2 separate regions of the Zea mays genome follow, and region 2 is linked to region 1. A link is a contact called in public Hi-C data. All regions are on one chromosome and are shown on one strand. Each heading gives the region's core, a stretch centred on a gene start, on an enhancer-like site or on the middle of the called end of the contact. The rest is flanking DNA. Distances are from core to core; before and after follow the strand shown. Region 1 holds the start of LOC100281182 (calcium ion binding protein). Region 2 holds the start of LOC100194357 (nucleic acid binding protein).

Evidence for each region. A called contact is a pair of places that touch in the nucleus more often than the background predicts.
Region 2: a Hi-C map of endosperm shows a contact between it and region 1, with 2.9 times the contacts expected there. The contact joins the promoter of LOC100194357 here to the promoter of LOC100281182 in region 1. A contact is called at or near these places in 8 of 25 Hi-C or Micro-C datasets (bundle sheath, ear, endosperm and 4 more).

What each region holds. Positions count from the first base shown.
Region 1 is chr1:37,980,272-37,982,971 of Zm-B73-REFERENCE-NAM-5.0, forward strand. It overlaps LOC100281182 (calcium ion binding protein), which reads left to right and starts at 1,410. Exons shown (of 1, transcript NM_001154101.3): 1 at 1,410-2,700. The coding sequence starts at 1,552. It overlaps LOC100282337, which reads left to right. Exons shown (of 4, transcript NM_001155249.2): 4 at 1-329. The coding sequence ends at 164.
Region 2 is chr1:38,159,339-38,162,038 of Zm-B73-REFERENCE-NAM-5.0, forward strand. It overlaps LOC100194357 (nucleic acid binding protein), which reads right to left and starts at 1,377. Exons shown (of 1, transcript NM_001139392.2): 1 at 1-1,377. The coding sequence starts at 1,199.

The sequences.
Region 1 (2,700 bases), core at 160-2,659:
CGAAGAATTTAACGGCTTGCAGGGTCTGTAAATCAAGTGAGGCATGCATGCTCTTGCTGCCGTGTCGGCATCTTTGTCTATGCAAGGAGTGCGAGAGCAAGCTGAGCATCTGCCCCCTGTGCCAGTCCTCCAAGATACTTGGCATGGAGATATATTATGCATAGAATATAATTTATGTATCACATTAGTATCGTACGAGATACTGCTATGTTAATACGTCAATCTATTGCCGAAGTTCAGAACCTATGTACCACTATTGACTTGCCACTGGATCAAAAAAAGACTGCCGTTTATGGTAGATTTAACGCAGCAAATTTCTTTGCGAAGCTTATTGTTGGTTTGTGCCCCTAGTAGACTTGGCAGAGTTTGTCTTGTGCGACTGATTGTTACCGTCTATGTATTTCCATTAGCAGACCCTTTCAGGCAGTGTTTGGAACTCAGGAAATTTCACCAGTGCTGTGTTTTCGCTGCTAAATTGAATTGATTTATGTGAAATTTATCCGATCCCTGTGTTTTTTTGCTGCTAAGAAATTGGATCGATTTCTATAAAATTCATGTGCGATTTCTGTGACCTGGATTGGATTCCTATCTTGATTTTTTTCTCTAATTTATATAAGTTTCTCTAATTTATTTAAATTTTGATGAGCTTGAATGAATAGCCTCAAAGTGCGGCTGCCCTCTACTGCCTTTCTATGGTTTAAGTATTATACAATTCGAAAGTATTAATTATGTATATGTCAATAAAGAGTGTCAACTTGTAAGCGAAGGCTTCTTCTGCCACAAGGTTTTGTAAAATTCAATATACCTGTAAAATAAGAAGTCAAAGTGTTGCGTGGAGTGCAAAGCATCCTCCATAGATTTGGTAATTTGGATATTGAACAGATCAATCTCTTAAAAAGAGCCATCTGCTGCTGCTGCTTTAAGATTTTCGAGTTATATATCCATGGACAATTATACGATTGGTCTCGGGCAGATCCCTCACCCATCCAGCTGCTGTCGCCGCAGCTGTACCGTACTGCCACTCCACCGCTCACAGCACTACAGCAGCACAGCGACGCGCGAGAGCGAGACGCGCCCCGGCCCCGCCGCCATCGGCGAGCAGCTAGCGTATCTTGTGTCTCTCCAAAGTCCAGCCCAAACCCGCGCCGATGTTGACCAGTGGCGGGCGGGCGGGCGGAACGAGCACCGGCGCGGGGGCGGACGGCGGAGCGCCCTATCCATGTGAACCTAACGAACGCTGCGAGCCAGGCTTGCCAACGCGGTGCCACTGCCACCCCTCGTGCGGTCGTGCCCACCCATCCACCGTCATCATTAGCATCGTCTCCTCTCGTTAGCAGTCGCAAGTAGCCAGCAGTCCAGCACACGACTCCGCCGCCCCTTCCGCTCCGTCCTCCCCTCCTCTCCGCTCTCCATCCTGGCCGGGCCCACCCGGCATTCTTGAACTCCCCCTTCCCGCATCAAATCCCCTACCCGTGCCGTCGCTGCGCCCGCGCTGCGTGCCCGAATTTTCGCCGTAATCCGGCTGGTTTTTCCCGTGCGCAGCGGGCCGTAATGGCGCTGTCCGCGTCCGCGGCGTCGGCCGGCCGGGGGTCGCGGGCGGAGAAGGTGAGGAGGATCTTCGAGCGCTTCGACACCAACGGGGACGGCGGGCTAGACCGGAACGAGATGGCCGCCCTCGTCGTCGCCGTCAACCCGCGGGTCAAGTTCAGCGAGGACCAGATCTCCGCCATCCTGGACGAGGTGTTCCACACCTACGGCGAATTCATCCTCCCCGACGGCAGGGGCCTCTCCCTACTAGGGCTGCTTCGCACCTACGATGACGGCGCCGGGGACGTCGACCGCGACTTTCTCGCGCTCTCCCTACCCGCCGTCGACTCCGACGCCTCCTCCCCGGACATCGCCGCAGGGGACGCTGCCGCCCACTCCTCCCCGCCCTCCGGGGCTGCCGCCGCCGCATCGCTGCTCGACGACCACGCCAAGCCGCTCGGCGCCGGCGGCGCTGCGCCGTCGGTCAGCTCCCGCGCCGCCGTCGCCGCGCCGGCTTGGGCGACCTCGCCCAACCACGGCATCGCCTTCGACTCCTCCTGGGGACTCCTCGACGACCTGGAGATACTCGTCAAGCGCCTCCGCTCAAAGCAGCTGCGGAAGGGCTCCATCGACGGCGCCGGCAACAACAACTTCGACTCCTTCTCCGAGGCCGGGTGGTCCAGGGAGATCTCCGGCGCGGCGGATTCCGCATCCACCGCCGCTCCGTGGGACGAGACGAGCCGCGACTACCTCACCTTCGTCAAGGAACTCGCCGTGCTCCGCACGCGCGCCGACGCCTCCCGCTCGCGCGAGGAGGCATTCGACAACCACATGGTCATCGGCCGGGCGCTTTCTGAGCACCGCCTCTTCCGAGACGCCCTAGCCAGCTTCCGCCGCGCCTGTGAGCTGCAGCCCACTGACGTCCGTCCCCACTTCCGCGCGGGGAACTGCCTGTACGCCCTCGGTCGCCATGCAGAAGCCAAGGAGGAGTACCTCCTCGCCCTTGAGGCCGCGGAGGCTGGCGGCTCACAGTCCGCGGACATTCTCCCGCAGATCCATGTCAACCTTGGTATTGCCATGGAGGCCGAGGGGATGGTACTTGGTGCCTGTGAGCATTACCGAGAAGCTGCCATACTGTGTCCATCTCATGCCAGGGCACTCAAGCTCCTGGGG
Region 2 (2,700 bases), core at 127-2,626, 180 kb after region 1:
CGGCGCACCTGGAGGAAGGCGAACTCGCGCTCCACGTCGGCGGGCAGGGACGCGTGCGCGGTCCACGCGGAGGCGTAGGTGGCGATGCCGTCCACGTCGGCCTGCTTGCCCGCGAACCCGTGCCGCAGGGTGCTGCACACGCAGCAGTAGGGGCTCCCGCACACGCCGCCGCCCAGGGAGCAGAGCATGGTGGAGCAGTGGAAGCGCAGGCGCTCGTTGCCGTCCGCGATGCAGCGCTCCTCCACCACGGCGCCCTCGCCGCCGCAGCGCCGGGCGGCCCGGGCGCGGACCAGGTCGCGGTACTCCTCGAAGCGGGCCAGCGCGCGCGGGTTGTGGTGGATCCTGAGGACGCGGCGGACCGCGGGGGCCTCGCCGGCACCGGCACCGGCACCGGCACCGGACGCCGCGGGCCTCCACCCGGCGAGGAAGATCATGCGGATGATGTTGAGGCTGGAGTCCAGGTGGGTGAGCTCCGACAGGGAGTGCTTCATCGCCTGGTGGAGCTCCAGCAGCTGCGGCCTGCCCAGCACCTCGCCGCACACCTTGCAAGGGAACACGTCGCCGCGGGCGGCGAACGACCGGAACGACTGCCTGCTCGCCTGCAGCAGCTTCTGCTGCGGCGACGACGGGAACGGGGTGGCGCTGAGGGAGCGCACCGAGAGCGGCGACATCATCAACGGCGACGACCACGCGCACGGCGACGACGGCGTGGACAGCACCACGGACGTCGACGAAGGCTGATGCGGCAGCGACTGGGCAATCGGCGAAGACACGGTGGTGGCCACCGCCTCCTCCTCTCCGTCCCTTCCCGCGACGACGGTGCCGCCATTCTTGGTCCCGGTCGACCCGGAGCGGAAGATGCGGTGGAGGTAGAGACGGAGGCTGGCGGCGAGAGACGACACGTGCCTGCGCGGGGCTCCGGCGCTATCGTCGCTGGCTGTAACGGCAGTGGACGACGCTGCCGGGGAGAAGATCAACGGCGATATCTTCCTCCTCTTGTTGCTCCCACCGCCGCCTCCTACTACCTTGCCGTCGGCTTCCGCTGCTTCGTCCTCCTCCTGCTGCGCCCGCGCGGCAGCGCCGGGCGAGAAGCAGCAGCTGCCGCCGTGGCCAATGTGGAGGAACAGGAGGAAGAAGAGGGACAGGAAGCCGCGCAGCAGCAGCGAGCCACCACCACCACCACCACTGCCCGCTGCCATCTCCGTTCGATCTTTACCGGCCTCAGCGTCGATCGTCACGGACTCAACTCAGATCACGTCTGCGCGGCGCGGCGAGAAGTCGAGAAGCGTAAAGCGAGGAATCCTCTGACAGGCGAGCGGAGGAAGCAAAGCTGGAGCCGGCCGGGAAGTGATGGAATGACGGAGGTGGAAAGCGCAGGGGGAAAGAAGGCAGGGTGCTTAAAAGAGGAGAAGGGTGTTGTGCTATGTACTATGTGCTGGTTGGGTACGGAAGCCGAGTGCAAAAAGGAAATCCGGCGGCGTGACAGCAACAGGGTGTCTATACGCACTACTCCTACGCAGACGCAGGAAGGGCAAACCGGCAAAGCATGCAGCTACTGCTGCTGCGGCCATGATCTTTCAGCGCCATGCATGCATCGTCACACTCACACCGAGGACGCTGTAGACTTGCATTGCATAGGCGGGGGGAGAGGGGAATGACGCGCACGCCATTGCCATGGGTGTGGACAAGCTACCGGCCGACGATCGATCGGGATCGGGACGGGAGCCTGGAGTATTGGAACGTGCAAGGATGGGGAGAGCCATCTATCATCATTGTTGAAAGGCCCGACGTCCTGCCTCCACAGTCCACACCGATCTCCATGGCTCATCATGTTCACGTCTAGCACACTGACCCACACCGACTCCATTATTCACTACCTGGTGCAGGTGCCCAGCCCACGTAAAAATGGCTTGGCGCTCTGGCGCTCTGCCCAACGGCCTGGTCTCGTCGTCCGCGGGGAGCACGCATGCGGGGCTGCTGTCCCTGGCGGCTGCCGCGCTGCCCTTGGCTGGCTGGTAGTATATGATGATAACGGGCGGCGAGGCGAGACGAAAGCAGAGACAAGATGCAGCTGCAGTCTGACCGCGCAGAGATCCCCGTGCTTGCTAGCGCTCGACTGCAGCTCCCGCCACGGCAAAACGAGCTGTAGGGGTTTGTACTCAAGAGCATATGGGGATCCGAGGGACTCGCGAACTACTGCATCTCAAATCTTCACAAAGGCAGACCGGGGTTCGCAAGATTCGCTGTCAACACTTTGTCGTTCTGGCTTACGTACGGTTTATATCTTATTCTATTCCGAAGAAGATGTTCTGATGGCTTTCAATATGTCTCTTTTTTTTAGCGATGGGCTTTGCAGTACGGCTCGCGCCATGCTCTGAACCAAAAGGAGACCACTCGAGTCCATGCACACGACTCAGTGCTCCACTGCTCCATAGAAGCGCTAGCCAATGCCATTCGTTCCCGTACCCCATGCTGAACTATCTAATACATCCACTCTTTCTATTATCTCACACAGGTGATGGTTGCTTGCTTTGTGTGCAAAAATAGCTTCTCAAGAGTTCTTTCAGTGGCTATATTGGTAAGTACCTGGCTATAGCTACTTCTATTGAAAGTGCTTTTTTTTCTTTTCCTGATTGTGTGAAGAGGCTTACTGAGTTAATTATGTCGTTGCAATTTCAGTTCGCTTGGCTATTTTGAAAT